2 separate regions of the Pan troglodytes genome follow, and region 2 is linked to region 1. Evidence: chromatin contacts called from public Hi-C data. All regions are on one chromosome and are shown on one strand. The core of a region is the stretch at or near the end of the contact, and the rest is flanking DNA. Distances in the headings are between cores, read along the strand shown.

The links. Hi-C and Micro-C count contacts between places; a contact is called where the count stands out from the background.
Region 2: a contact with region 1 is called in a Hi-C map of blood, with 9 times the contacts expected there. The contact joins two enhancer-like sites. A contact is called at or near these places in 2 of 7 Hi-C or Micro-C datasets (blood and stem cell-derived neural progenitor cells).

The regions. Positions count from the first base shown.
Region 1 is chr6:13,550,312-13,557,344 of NHGRI_mPanTro3-v2.0_pri, forward strand. It overlaps a transcript of UMAD1 not described here. Among named protein-coding and RNA genes, the nearest start is that of RPA3, 42 kb to the left of the region's middle. Within about 2 kb of position 2,415, at least 6 of the 24 cell types and tissues checked have an H3K27ac peak or open chromatin away from gene starts, as enhancers often do.
Region 2 is chr6:13,630,562-13,637,594 of NHGRI_mPanTro3-v2.0_pri, forward strand. It overlaps a transcript of UMAD1 not described here. Among named protein-coding and RNA genes, the nearest start is that of UMAD1, 33 kb to the right of the region's middle. Within about 2 kb of position 3,145, at least 3 of the 24 cell types and tissues checked have an H3K27ac peak or open chromatin away from gene starts, as enhancers often do.

The DNA.
Region 1 (7,033 bases), core at 1,165-3,664:
CTTATAGATAAATATATATTTATATATTTAACTTATAGATAAATATATATTTATATATTTAACTTATAGATAAATATATATTTATATATTTAACTTATAGATAAATATATATTTATATATTTAACTTATAGATAAATATATATTTATATATTTAACTTATAGATAAATATATATTTATATATTTAACTTATAGATAAATATATATTTATATATTTAACTTATAGATAAATATATATTTATATATTTAACTTATAGATAAATATATATTTATATATTTAATTTATAAATATATATTTATATATTTAATTTATAGATAAATATATATTTATATATTTAATTTATAGATAAATATATTCATATATTTAATTTATAGATAAATATATATTTATATATTTAATTTATAGATAAATATATATTCATATATTTAATTTATAGATAAATATATATTTGTATATTTAATTTATAGATAAATATATATATATATATACACACACATATTAAGAGACAATAACTCACTATGTTACTCAGGCCACTTTCGAACTCTTAGGCTCAAGCCATCTTCCTGCCTCCGCCTCCCAAAGTGCTGAGATTACAGGCGTGAGCTGCTATGCCTGGCCTGCCCATTTTAAAATTGGATTATTTTATTTTTTCCTGTTGAGTTGTTTGAGTTCCTTATATATACTGATTGTTCATCCATTGTCAGATGAGTAGTTTGCAGATATTTTCTCCCATTCTGTGGGTTGTCTCTTTACTGTTGATTAATCATTTCTTTTGTTGTGCAGAAGCCTTTTAACTTGATGTAATCCCATTTGTCCATTTTTGCTTTGGTTGCCTGTGCTTGTGGGGTATTACTCAAGAAATCTTTGTTCAGATTACTGTCCTGTAGCATTTGCCCAATGCTTTCTTCTAGTAGTTTCATAGTTTCAGGTCTTAGATTTAAGTATTTTATCCATTTTGATTTGATTTTTGTATGTGGCAAGAGATAGGGGTCTAGTTTTATTCTTCTGCATAGAGATATCCAGTTTTCCCAGCACCACTGATTCAAGACTTCCTTTTCCCAATGTATATCCTTGGCACCCTTGTTGAAAATGAGTTCATTGTAAATGTGTGAATTTATTCCTGGGTTCTGTATTTGGTTCCATTCGTCCATGTGTCTGTTTTTATGCCGGTACTGTGCTATTTTAGTTACTATAGCTTTTTAGTATAATTTGAAGTCAGGTAGTGTGATTCGTCTAATTTTGTTGTTTTTGCTTAGAACAGTTTTGGCTTCTCTGGGTCTTTTGTGATTCTATATAAATGTTAGGATTATTTTTTCCATTTCTGTGAAGAATGTCTTTGGTATTTTGATAGTGATTGCATTGAATCTGTAGATTGTTTTGGGTAGTATGGACATTTTAACAATACTGATTCTTCCAATCCATAAATATGGAATATCTTTCCATTTTTTTTATGTGTGTTCTCTTTGGTTTCTTTCATCAGTATTTTATAATTTTTATTTTAGAGATCTTTCACTTTGGTTATATTTATTCCTAAGTATTTTATTTTACTGGTAGCTTTATAAATGGGATTACTTTCTTGGTTTCTTTTTCAAATTGTTTGCTGTTGGCATATAAAAATGCTATTGATTTTTGTATGTTGATTTTGTATCCCGTAACCTTACTGAATTTATTTATTAGTTCTGATAGTTTTTTTAGTTGCATACACATATATCATGGTTAGCATATATCCACATAACTTTTTTTGTGGCGTCGTGTGCAATAGGTACATTACAGAAAAATAAATTTATTTTGTTGGTTTGTGTGTTTGTTGATGTCTAAATGATACAGCTAAGTAAAAACTTATAAACATGATTATATTTGTAGCAACAACTTTTTATCAATATGGACACCACAGAATTTGTTAGATGATCTCCTTATGTGGCCTTTATAACCCATTTCTAGAAAGGTCAGAGTAAATTATGTTGTTTAAGCTATAAATTATCTATTTTTTTCCACTTGAGAATACCTTTTCCCCTAGGCAAGCATTTCTGCTTAACACAAATAGGTTTTAGGTCACAGTTATTAGATGGCATTGCAGAGTTGATGGAATCAACACATCATGACTTGAAATTCAGGTCTGGGCAGAGTCTAGACACTTGTTTTGGTAATAGGAATATCTGGGCTGTTCATATACAGTTAGCTCACATTTGGACGGAAAACCTTTCTCCGCATTAAGATTTCCAAAGCTTTTAGCCTTTGTAAAATGTCTAGTGTGCCGAATAAGAATAAGGGAAAAAAATTCTTGTAGAAAAACATCCTTTCCCTTGTAACCAGTTCCTATTCACGTAAGAAGGTAATAGCTATTCCTTCATTCAGTAATGAAGTTGAAGTAATCCTCCAGGGTACTCATTTGACACAAAAACAAATTGCAGTTTTCATTTGCATCACTGGGTGGCGATTTTTCATAGCCTTATACTACTATTTAAAAATCCAGCAAGCATGGCACTATTCGTAATTACCAGGGTTTTCTTCTGTTATGACATGTTTAATTGTACTTTTAAGACATTATCTTTAAGTTGATTACAAATTTACTAGTGTAGTGGCAAGCTCATAGTTATTTTAAGTTAGGAAAAGGGATATTGCGTAAATGTTAGGATATAATTCCTTCCAAAACTAAGACAAAAGCATGAATTAGCTTATTATGTTATAGCAAAAAGAAGGAAAAATAACAACAAAAAGTAATAGGATATAAATGAAAAGGAACAATTTAGATATTGTTGTTGGTTCACTAATATTGTTGACCAAATATTGAATATAACTTTGAAGCAGGCAGAATGAAATTGGGCAAACACTATTGTAGAGATTAAAGGAGTTGGGTTACAGTACAAGTGAAATGCGTCATGGTTTTCAGAATATGCAGGTGCTTCTTAAAGTAGGGCATAAGAACTTCTAGTTTCCATTAAGCTAATTATTTTGTAACACTTGCTGAATTTAGAACCAGAATTTAATAATTCACAGCAGCTTGGATTTCACCTTTTAAAATACATAAAACACATTGAAATATGTAATTTAGTCTCACCTTCTGTTTTCCAGTCTAAATGATCAGTCAGATATTGAAAATAAGTGAGTTATTTTTAAGATTATCTCCTACTGAATTCCTCATTCTGGGAACCAAACCACATATACATACTTCAGTTAAACTATCATATTTTTATATGGAACTTTTAAAGGTAGTCTCTTCATCGCTGTGTTGTTTCCTTTATTTAAAAGTGGAAATTTAGCTGTGTACATAAAAATTTACATTCTAAGGAATGAGGGACAGTAAGTCACTTTGATTCTGTCTAGGGTCGAAGGCTTTAATTAAAACAATGACAAAAACTAAACAGGTTTTCAACATGTGCTTCCTATTTTTATTGCCTGTTCTTACAAAAAATGTATACCAGATCTTTAAAAAATTAGAGTGTTTATGGATTAAAAAGTAACTTACCCTATCGCTGTCTCCTTACCCACGTATCGGGATATCCAGAAAAACTCGATTTACATTTTATTTACTTGGCAGTTTTTGTGTTTTTACTTTTGACCTTTAAATTGCAAAGCAAGTATGCCAGGATTTTTCAACTAACTTCATGATGTAGATGCTTGTTTTTCTATTAGAAATGTGGAGTTGTGTGTCTAATGGATAGAATTAACAGTATTTTCAGTCACTGTTACCTGATTCTGGTTTACCTGTTAATCTAGCAGCGTTTCAGTTTCAGTTTTTCGGAGGTGAAAAAGTTAGGTTAGGCCATCCCCGTGTGGGGTACACAACCCTTCCTTAACTCCTTGAGTGTACAGTGAAAGGCAATTGCGTGAAGGAAGAGGAGAGGTGCCAACTGTACTCAGAGGCAGAACTGAGCCTTCTGTTTGGCACAGTTAATTGTGGGAAAGTCATTCATGTTTTTCGGGGAGTCAGTGGATTTAGTTGACTCAAACGTAAATTAGGGATCTATCTCTCTGTGATTCTAACCCTTCTGTGCATTAGGGGTTACTTAGAAAAAAATACTGGTGCAGGGACCCATTCCTAGATTCTGATTAAAAGGTCCTGGGATTAGGCCCAGGAATTGATTTTTTCCCCCCAGAGTTCTCCAGATGATTCTAGAGTTCATGCAAGGCTGAGAAGCACTACAGTTCACGCTCTAATAATTGTATGTCATCAAATAATGTGTTGAGACACTTTGAAAAAGACTTCATAAAATATAAAGTTACAGTTTCTTTTTTAGTTGAGCCATAAACAAAAAGCAAATAAAACCACAGAATTTCTGGGTAATTACATTTCCTTCAATATATTAAATCATTAAATAGAAAAAGAGCAGAAAGCTTCATACATGATCCTATGAAATGAAATTTGTTTTCTTTTCCTTTTTTTTTTTTAGACGGAGTTTTTGCTGTTTTTGCCCAGGATGGAGTGCAATGGCGTGGTCTCTGTTCACTGCAATCTCCGCCTCCTGGGTTCAAGTGATTCTCCTGCCTCAGCCTCCCAAGTAGCTGGGATTACAGGCATGCACCACCACACCTGCCTAATTTTTGTATTTTGGATAGAGACAGGGTTTCACCATGTTGGCCAGGCCGGTCTCAAACTCCTGACCTCAGGTGATCCGCCTGCCTTGGCCTCCCAAACTGCTGGGATTATAGGCGTGAGCCACTGCTTCCAGCCAAAATTCATTTTCTATGAGTAATATACAGTTTTCCCTTGGTATCCGTGGGAAATTGGTTCCAAGACCCCCGCTCATACCGAAATCCATTGACGCTCAACGCTCTGATATAAAAGAGCATAGTTTTTGCATGTGACCTACATACATCCTCCCATATACTTTAAATCATCCCTAGATTACTAAAATACCTAATGCAATGTAAATGCTATGTAAACAGTTGTTTTACTGTATTGTTTGAGGAATAATGACAAGAAAAGAAGCCTATACATGTTTAGCACAGATGCAGTTTTTTTTTTTTTGAGACAGTGTCCCACTCCATCACCCAGCCTGGTGGCAGTGGCACAATCTTGACTCACTCCAACCTCTGCCTCCCGCGTTCAAGCAATTCTCATGCCTCAGAGTCCCAAGTAATTGGGATTACAGGCATGTGCCACCATTCCCGGCTAATATTTTTTTTTGTATTTTTAGTAGAAATGGGGTTTCACCATGTTGGCCAGGCTGGTCTTGAACTTCTGGCCTTGAGTGATCCGCCCCTTTCGGCCTCCCAGAGTGTTGGGATTACTGGCCTGAGCCACCACGCTTGGCAACCACAAGCAGTTTTTTTTTTTTTCTGAATAATTTTGATGCACTGTTGGTTGAATCCACCCGTGAGGAACTCATGGATACGGAGGGCTGACAGTTTTTGAAACCTTAGATGTTTTTTGAAAAATCAGTGGACTAACTGGGAAGCATTTTATTAAATTAATTATACAATGTGAATTCCAACTGATCTATGACTCTTTCTGGCTTTAGCCATAGTACAACTATGAATTTATGTGAAATTATTTGACAGGTTAACACCCGTCAACTTTTCAAACCAACATCTGAGGTACTTTTTAAAAATCAGACTAACGCATTCAAGCAGCCATGTTTTAATACAACTATTTGGGGGTAGTTGACTGTTTCACTATGGTACTATTTCCTTGAAGGGTGCTTATTCCATACAACATCGGTAGGGAAAACATTGTAAGTATGCATACCATGTTATGTACGTGGAATTTCTCCTACTGTTTCCTTACAGGCTTTACTAATGCTGTAACTTCACATTTTGTCAGATTTTACTCAAAAATTATGATGAGTGGCTTTCATATTTATTTAAACTTTATTATTTCATTATATTAAAGATATAGATAATGAGGATGAGACTCTAAGTAAAATGTACAGTATGAATATTCTACCTTGTATGAGTAATTCATATAGGGTTGGAAGACCTGAATGTCTTTCTGGTAATCTTAGTACTACAATATTCTTTTATACTTAAGTAATTATCATATTGAGCATCTGTTTTTTTTATTCATTGCATGCAACCAATGCATATTATGAAGGGAAGAATTATTATTGGGCTTACACATTGATCTTTTTTTTTTTTTTTTGAGATGGAGTCTTGCTCTGTCTCCAGGCTGGAGTGCAGTGGTGCCATCTCAGCTCACTGCAACCTCTGCCTCCTTGGTTCAAGCGATTCTCCTGCCTCAGCCTTCCGAGTAGCTGGGACTACAGGTGTGCACCACCACGCCCACCAAGTTTTGTATTTTTAGTAGAGAAGGGGTTTCACCACTTTGGCCAGGATGGTCTCCATATCCTGACCTCGTGATCCGCCCGCCCCTGTAATCCCAAAGTGCTGGGATTATAGGCATGAGCCACCGTGCCCGGCCACATTAATCTTTATAAATGTCAATTTCTAAAAAATTTAAGTGTTGGCCTACTTGGTTTCTCAAGTTGCCTGCCTGACCCTCTTCCAAGTTGTGCTTTTCTTCTTTTCTTTCCTTTCCATACTATTCTAAAGCTTTTTAATCAACTTTCACTCCTGATCTGAAAAAAAAAAAATTAAGTGTTTTCTTCCTTCATTATATCATGATAGAATTATGGTCTTACCTTGGAAGAATAGTATCTCGTAAAATAAGTAAGAAGAATGTGGTAAATTAGTGTGGTATCTTTTTTTGATTGTAGTAATCAGTAAGTGAACATTCTTGAGCACTTTCTCTATCCCAGGTGCTCTGCTGCTTGGTAGGGATGCTCCAGATTCCTGGGCCTTGCCCCCACCTAGTGAAACAGAATTTTGGGAGCTGTAGCCAGAGAATCAGCATTTTAAGCAAGCAATGCATTTAGTATAGCTACTTGGGAAGAGTTGACTGTTTTACTCTACAGTATTTTTATGCATACTGATGTCTGAGAATTGCTGGAATAATTATTTTTATAAGGTATGGTAGAGGAGCAAAACTATTCTAGGTGGTGGGGCAGATTGTGTAAAGTTATATAGCTTCAGAAGAATCTGATACATAGGCAGGGCCAGTATTCTTGGCTGAATAGAGAGGGTGTATCAGGGCC
Region 2 (7,033 bases), core at 1,895-4,394, 81 kb after region 1:
GGCTTACAGCATTCTATTTTTCTTTTTGCCTTTCTCTCTTTTTTGCTTCGTATATAAATGAAAATCTAATGTAAAATTGTAAATAGGAAAAGTACTATCATGAAGAAAAAAGTACCAGGGAACCTGAAACGAGATTAAAACTGACTGAAAAGATCTAGGAAGGAGTCTTGGAGGAAGGGAAATTTAAGCTGGTCCTTTAGGGATGAAGACCTTAAAGGTGTATGACAATTAGACATGCTTGTAGGGAAGAAGGAGGAATGGAGATGCTTTCCAGGCAGAGGAAAGATATACGAGGGGAAAAAGTATAAGACCATGACATATTCGGGGAACAGTAAGAGAAGTGGCTCAGACTTTCTGGGAGACAGTCTGCCATGTTATCCCCCTTCTTCCCTAACTTAGGCAGTGTTAAAACATGGTTGCATATTCTTTGACACTCTCCCGTTGAAAAGTTGTGTCGACGCCCCCTCCTCTTGAATCTAGACGAGCTGATGACTGCCTCAGTCAATAGAATATGGCCAAAGAGACCCTGGCTTACAAGGGTCAGTTGCAAAAGGCCACGTGACTTCTGCTTTGTTTTCTGGAACACTTGCTCTTGGAGCCCGGAGCCACCATTTAAGAAGTCCAACCAGCTTGAGGCCATCATGCTGTAGAGGCATGTGTATAGATGATCTGGTTGACGTTCCCAGCTGAACCCAACTTTCTAGCCATTCTACCAAATGTGAGTGAAGTTGTCCTTCAACTGTTTTCTGACTACCAGTACCCTAGAGCAACCTCTAACATCACTACACAGAACAGAAGAAATGCTCAAGCTCTGCCCTAATTTTTGAGTCACAGAGCTGTGAGATATAATAAAAATAACCATCCTGGCTAACACGGTGAAACCCTGTCTCTACTAAAAATACGAAAAAATACAAAATAATAATAATAATAATAATAATTGTCTTGAGTTATAAGTAGTTTATTATACACCAATAGATAACTGGAATACCAACCAAAGCCAAAGTGAGGGGATTTTTCTTTAGATGCTTGCTGAAGACACTATTAAGTCATCCAAAAACCTCTCCCCAGAATATACTACTGAATGTAATTTAGCCCTTATGGCAGGAAGACTGAGTTTGGATAGCATTCAAGGCAGAGGAAATGACATGAACAAAGATAGCAAGGCAGGGAAGGACAGGACATATGTAAGGTAGAGAGTAATTAGGTTCAGCTAGGAGTAGGGCACCTCTTGGGAACAGTGAAAGAATAGACTAAAAGAGAAGGTTAAGGACATGCTATGAAGGGCCTTGAATGTGAGATTGAAAAAAATAACAGTACCACTGAAGATTTTTTGAAAAGTTTTACTAGCAAAACAGTACTTTTGGGAATTTTTTTCAAATGCTTGTGGGATGGACTGAAGTATGGAGAAATTAGGGGATCATTTTGGAAGCTATTGCAAGATACTATGTGAATCAGATTTGTGGTAGCTGCAGCCAGAATGAAGGCTAGAAAATAGATAGGAAATACTGTGGGCAGGGCCACCACTGACCTACTTAGTACATTTTGTGAATTATAAAAAGGTCACCTTAGCTGGGCACGGTGGCTTACGCCTGTAATCCTAGTACTTTGGGAGGCCAAGGTGGGCAGATTGCTTGAGCCCAGGAATTCAAGTTCAGCTCAGACAACACGGTAAAACCCTGTCTCTACAAAATATACAAAAAATTAGCCAATATGGTGGTATGTGCCTGTGGTCCCAGCTACTCGGGAGGCTGATTTGGGAGACTCACCAGAGTCCAGGAGGTCAAGGATACAGTGAGCTGTGATCGTGTCACTGTACTCCATCCTGGGTGATAAAAGTGAGACCTAACTAAAAAAAAAAAAAAAAAAGTACCACTTCTTTAAGACATTTTACTTCCATCTGTTAGAAAATTGTTGTAATATGTTTATTAGAATAAGACACTTGACTGCCATCTGCTGGAAAATTATTAAAGATATGTCTTTGGTTTCAATGCTCCTCTCCTTTTCACATCCTTGTGCAGTACACAGCCTGTGTTACCATGCCTGTGACCCAAATTTTGTGGGTGCGAGTAATAGGACTTGGTAACGGATCACATTTGTTATTAAAAGGAAAAGGAAGAAATCTCAAGTTTGGATGGTAGGGAGGTTAGTAGTGACATTAATAGAACTAGAACTTATTATTGGGGAATACATTTATAAGGCAGAATCATTCTTTACATGGAAAGACACTCATTTTGTTATTTATTGATCCCAATTGTTTGCATTTACTTAGTAAGAATTTTGATACCTTTTCTTCTAGAATCTCAGCTCTCCCCCCTTGTGACATCTGAGAATGTTGACCAGTTCCTCTTTTGTATTCCATACACCCCTCTCTTCTGTATCTTTTCTTTCTATTCTGAACGTTGCTTCTTATCCATCTCCTTTGCAGGCCCTTTTCCCTCAGTTTCCATTCTTGTGCTTTTTTATACAGTGGGCGCTCAATAAATGTTTGTTGAATTGAATTGCATTGCTTTTGAAAGATCAGTTGCAGGTTTTTCAGGAGACTGATTCATAGGCAGTTAGGGACTAAGGGTGTGCCAGAATTCAGAAGGTAGAAACCTATCCTAAATACAGTTCCTTGTTTCGGGATGTATTTTTTACACAATAGGTCACTCTTCCTTGGGGAATATCTGTACTGTTGATCCGTTCATCATTGTTCAGCAGTGGCAACACCAGGAGAACAAATTATTTACATTGGCTGTGTCATATGGGTGTGTCTAATTCGGAGAACTTTCAAACAAAATAATGAAGCTTCCCCAGCTTCTAACTTGGGAAGTATGAAAAGTTACTTAAAAAAAAATCTTGACTCTTGTTTAAGTACATCAGTGACTGATTAAGTCACAACACATTTTAATATTTTCATTCGAGGTTTCTTGCTAACATTCTTACCACCACTACCACTAACCCCACCCCATGTGTGTAAGTTACTTTTCCTTTCATTTTTCGTGGGTCTTGTGTGTTAAGGCAAAGTCAAGAACTTTGCTCTTCTGATAACATTGATTGTGTGACTGCTTTGTGCAAATTGCTATGGGATGCCTCATGGAAATTACAAAGGTTTCGTTTGCTTCTGCCCTTCAAGAGAGACTTGCTTAGTGGGAGAAGTAGATGCATATGCAACTGCTCCAGGGCAGGCGATGACAAGGGTCATAATATAGTGCAGACAGAGACAGGATTCCCTGTCTTAGAGTGATGTAAACATCACTCGAAGACTGAGTCACATATATGGACTTGCCATATTTCTTTCCTAAATTGCACACTTAACTCTTCACTTTCCTGGGCTGGATTAGAATTTGTTTTCATCGAAGGCTTCATGAGTTGAAAGCACATTATATATATGTAAGATTTAATGGATTTAATTTAAAATGCATTGAATAACATTAATTTTAGCAGGTTTGATTGTTTTAAATGCTTTTAAGCCGGCACTCTTAAAAGAAAATAGAGAATATCAGAGTGATATTAAATAAACAATGATATAAAACAGGAGTTTTATGTTTATGTAAACCTAGTATTTAGGAAATAAATATCCTGAAATTCTCTAGCCAAATTATATTTTTAAATGTTTTGAGCATAGGATACAAGTTATAAACAGCCTAGTAGGGAAAAATGTATATTACTGTCATAAACATAGGTAGTATTTAAAATATAAAATATGGATAATTGATATTTAATTGAAGTGCTTTTTATTTAATTAAAGCCAATGACATTTGAAAATTATTTCTTTATTAATTTTTCTTCAATTAAATTTTAGCCTGTATTTTAGATACAAGGGGTGCATGCGCAAGTTTGTTATATGGGACTATTGCATAATGCTAAGGTTTGGGGTATGGATCCCATCACCTGGGTAGTGACCCTAGTACTCAATAAGTGGTTCTTCAGCCCACATTCTCCTCCCTCCTCCACCCCCAGTAGACCACAGTGTCTGTCATTCCTGTGTTTATGTCCATGTGTGCTCAATGTTTAGCTCTCGTTTATAAATGAGAACATGCAAAGCCAATGACATTTTTACAGTCATTGGAGTAACAAAGACATTTGAATTTTAAAAATTTAAATATATTTAAGATTGAAATTTAGGCCGGGCGTGGTGGCTTACGCCTGTAATCCCAGCACTTTGGGAGGCTGAGGCTGGCAGATCACCTGAGGTCAGGAGTTTGAGACCAGCCTGACCAACATGGAGAAACCCCATCTCTACTAAAACTGCAAAATTAGTTACAAAAATAATAGAGTGATTTATGTAATAAGTAAACAGTTCAGGTTTACTTGACTTAATAGCATAATGATTTACAGCTTTTACTTAAATTCATTCTGAGATGAAATAATACAGCCTCTAGGAAGATATATTATCTGGTTTTCCTTTGCATTTTCATTAAAAATCTAAAATTGGAAATGAAGTATGTCAACTAGTTTTAGAAATGATAGTAAATTGGGAAGCATTTCAAATAGCAGTAGAAAAGAAGATACCAAAAAGGTTTAGAAATATCACAGGAAATAGTGAGATTCAGCCTAAGAAAATGCAAGCTAATACATGTAAGAGCAAATAATCTGAAATAGATATTTAATGAGAGACAATGCTTAGTAGTAATGAAAGGGAGTTAGGTGCTATCAGACAGCAAAGCAGATATGAGGTTGCGGTGTGATATGGCAGTCACAGAGCTGTTGCCATCTGGGGGGTCATCTTGCAATCTCATTACAATAAAGCAGGGAAGCAGAAATCTCTTACAAATGTCAGTATTAAGACCACATTTGTCTTATATCAACTTAAGAATGTCCAGACCCATAGCTATCAATATATTGAGTGCTGAAAGAATAGAAGCTGCAGTTCTTAGAATAGGGGGGAATTTAATGTAATAAAAATAATTTTAAAAAATAAAATATCTTTGCTTCGGTTAAGTAGTAAAGCAATATGAAGTTATACAGTGGATATAAGCAACTTGTTGGAAGACAAATTTGTTTAGACGAAGCTGAGACTGTGGAAGGTGAGAGTAGTGTGAACTTGTTCATAGGCAGTTCTCAATACCTAGGCCAATTATGCAGATAGTGAAATAACATCTTAAGGCAGTGATGGGAGCTGGATCACTTGAGGTAAGTTTGGACTGTATGAGGAACTCCATTAGGTAACAGTGCCGGAATTGATTGGAAGCAGTGTGTTTTAACAATGAGGTCATATTTTTAATGTTGTCTATACTGGTCCAATTACTCTGCCTCTTGTTTACAATATGTGATTCAGTGCATATACTCAAGAACCATTCTGATGTCTTTGCCAAGGTACCCTGCCCTTTCTCTAAGCACCCTTTTTGATCTTGGCTTCTAGAATTTCTTTGACTGCTTTACTTCTGATCTCCAAAACTGGCCTGCTGTTTCTTTTGAAGCACTTCCTTCCCTGTATATACCTGCTGTATCTTAGCTCTGATCATGTTTGTACTTCAGCTGTCACTGCCTACTACTGGTGACACCTCTGCTCTATTCTTAATATCATTCTTTTTTTTTTTTTAAAGGACATAGAAAATCAGGTATTGTCTTGTTGTCTTTAAGTGTTGACACACTTAAATTCTTGAAGTCCTGTTTTTAGTCTTCCCTTCCCAAATCTGACAAATATATAGCTTTCTACTTATGCCAGTGAGGACAACATCTCACTGATCATCAGTTTACTCTATGTATCTGTCTCTTCTGTGTCTGTCCTTTTTCTTCCAGTAGCCAAATTTTTAACCTCGTCTTGAGATCTTTCTTTCAAAATACTCCTTTGGCTTCGAGTGCAGTACTCCAGTGCTTAAAAACAATAATATTTAATCAATCATACCATTGCTTCAGAAACTATTGATGACTTGTAAAAAGTTCTAATTCTGATTAAATTTTGATTTTTGGCTACTCTCTTATTTAAAATTTTATGAAAAGTAAATTTATCATATTAAACAAATTTAATAATTTTGGTAGCTTAATATTACAATCCTAAAATTTGCTTTTTAAAATTGAAACTGTTTAGGTCATTGACTTTGTATGCTTTTACTGACCCATTAGTCATTTCTTGAGTTTTGTCTCTGTGTCAGGGATTGAGGTAGGCCTGCCCTGAGGGTTATGAATGAGGTGTGGTCTTTGGCCTTAAGAAGCTCACATTCTTGTTATGAGCAATACTTTTGTTGACTGAGAAATCATTAATATGTTCAGTCAATATTTATTGAGCTTCAAACTCTCTATTAGGCACTGGGGATACAGTATGCTAAGCAAGAGGGGAAACTGGGATTCCTACGGGCTTGTTTAGTAAGCATATATCTATCTGGTTTTATAAATAGAATGTTCTACTCAAAATTTTGGAAATATTTTTTTCCCTCTAGTATCTGAGTTTTTTTTGAATACTTATTAATTTCTTAGCCAACAAAGTAGTCCTTGTATATATAACAAATGGTAGAACAGTTCTCCTCAGTTACATATCGTTGTAATAGTGGAATAAGAATTGTAATCAGAATTAGGCTTCTGGTCATTTGTTTAGGATGGACCTTCTGTTAGAATCCAGATATGGCAGATAGAACCCAAATGTAGCAGTTTCCTTCTTTTAATGTTAACAGTGATTGTGCTAACACATAAGAGTATAATAGAGCAGCCTTGCCAATAGCAGCAAAATTTACTTGTCTGTTTTTCTCCCAGAGTACATGTGTAGTTCATCAATTTTTAAAAATATATTTTACTACAAGTTATTGCTTATTCCAGGCATGCCCAATGACATGCTATTTGTTACTTCTTTTTGCAGATCCACAGTTTATATTAGGAAATAAAACTTTTACTGTTTAACATTGAAGTTCATCTGATTAATAAACTGATATTGCCTCGGGTTTCAAACTGCGTAGTGAATAAAATAGGTCCTCGTGTAGTTTAGAAATAGTATACCAGCTGCAAGTCCAGAAAATACTTGCTGTTACTCACATAATAAAAGAACTCCCAAAGCCTTATAATTTATATATTCATAACTGCTTCTTGTTGAATTTCTTCTTCTCAATAATACAGGTGC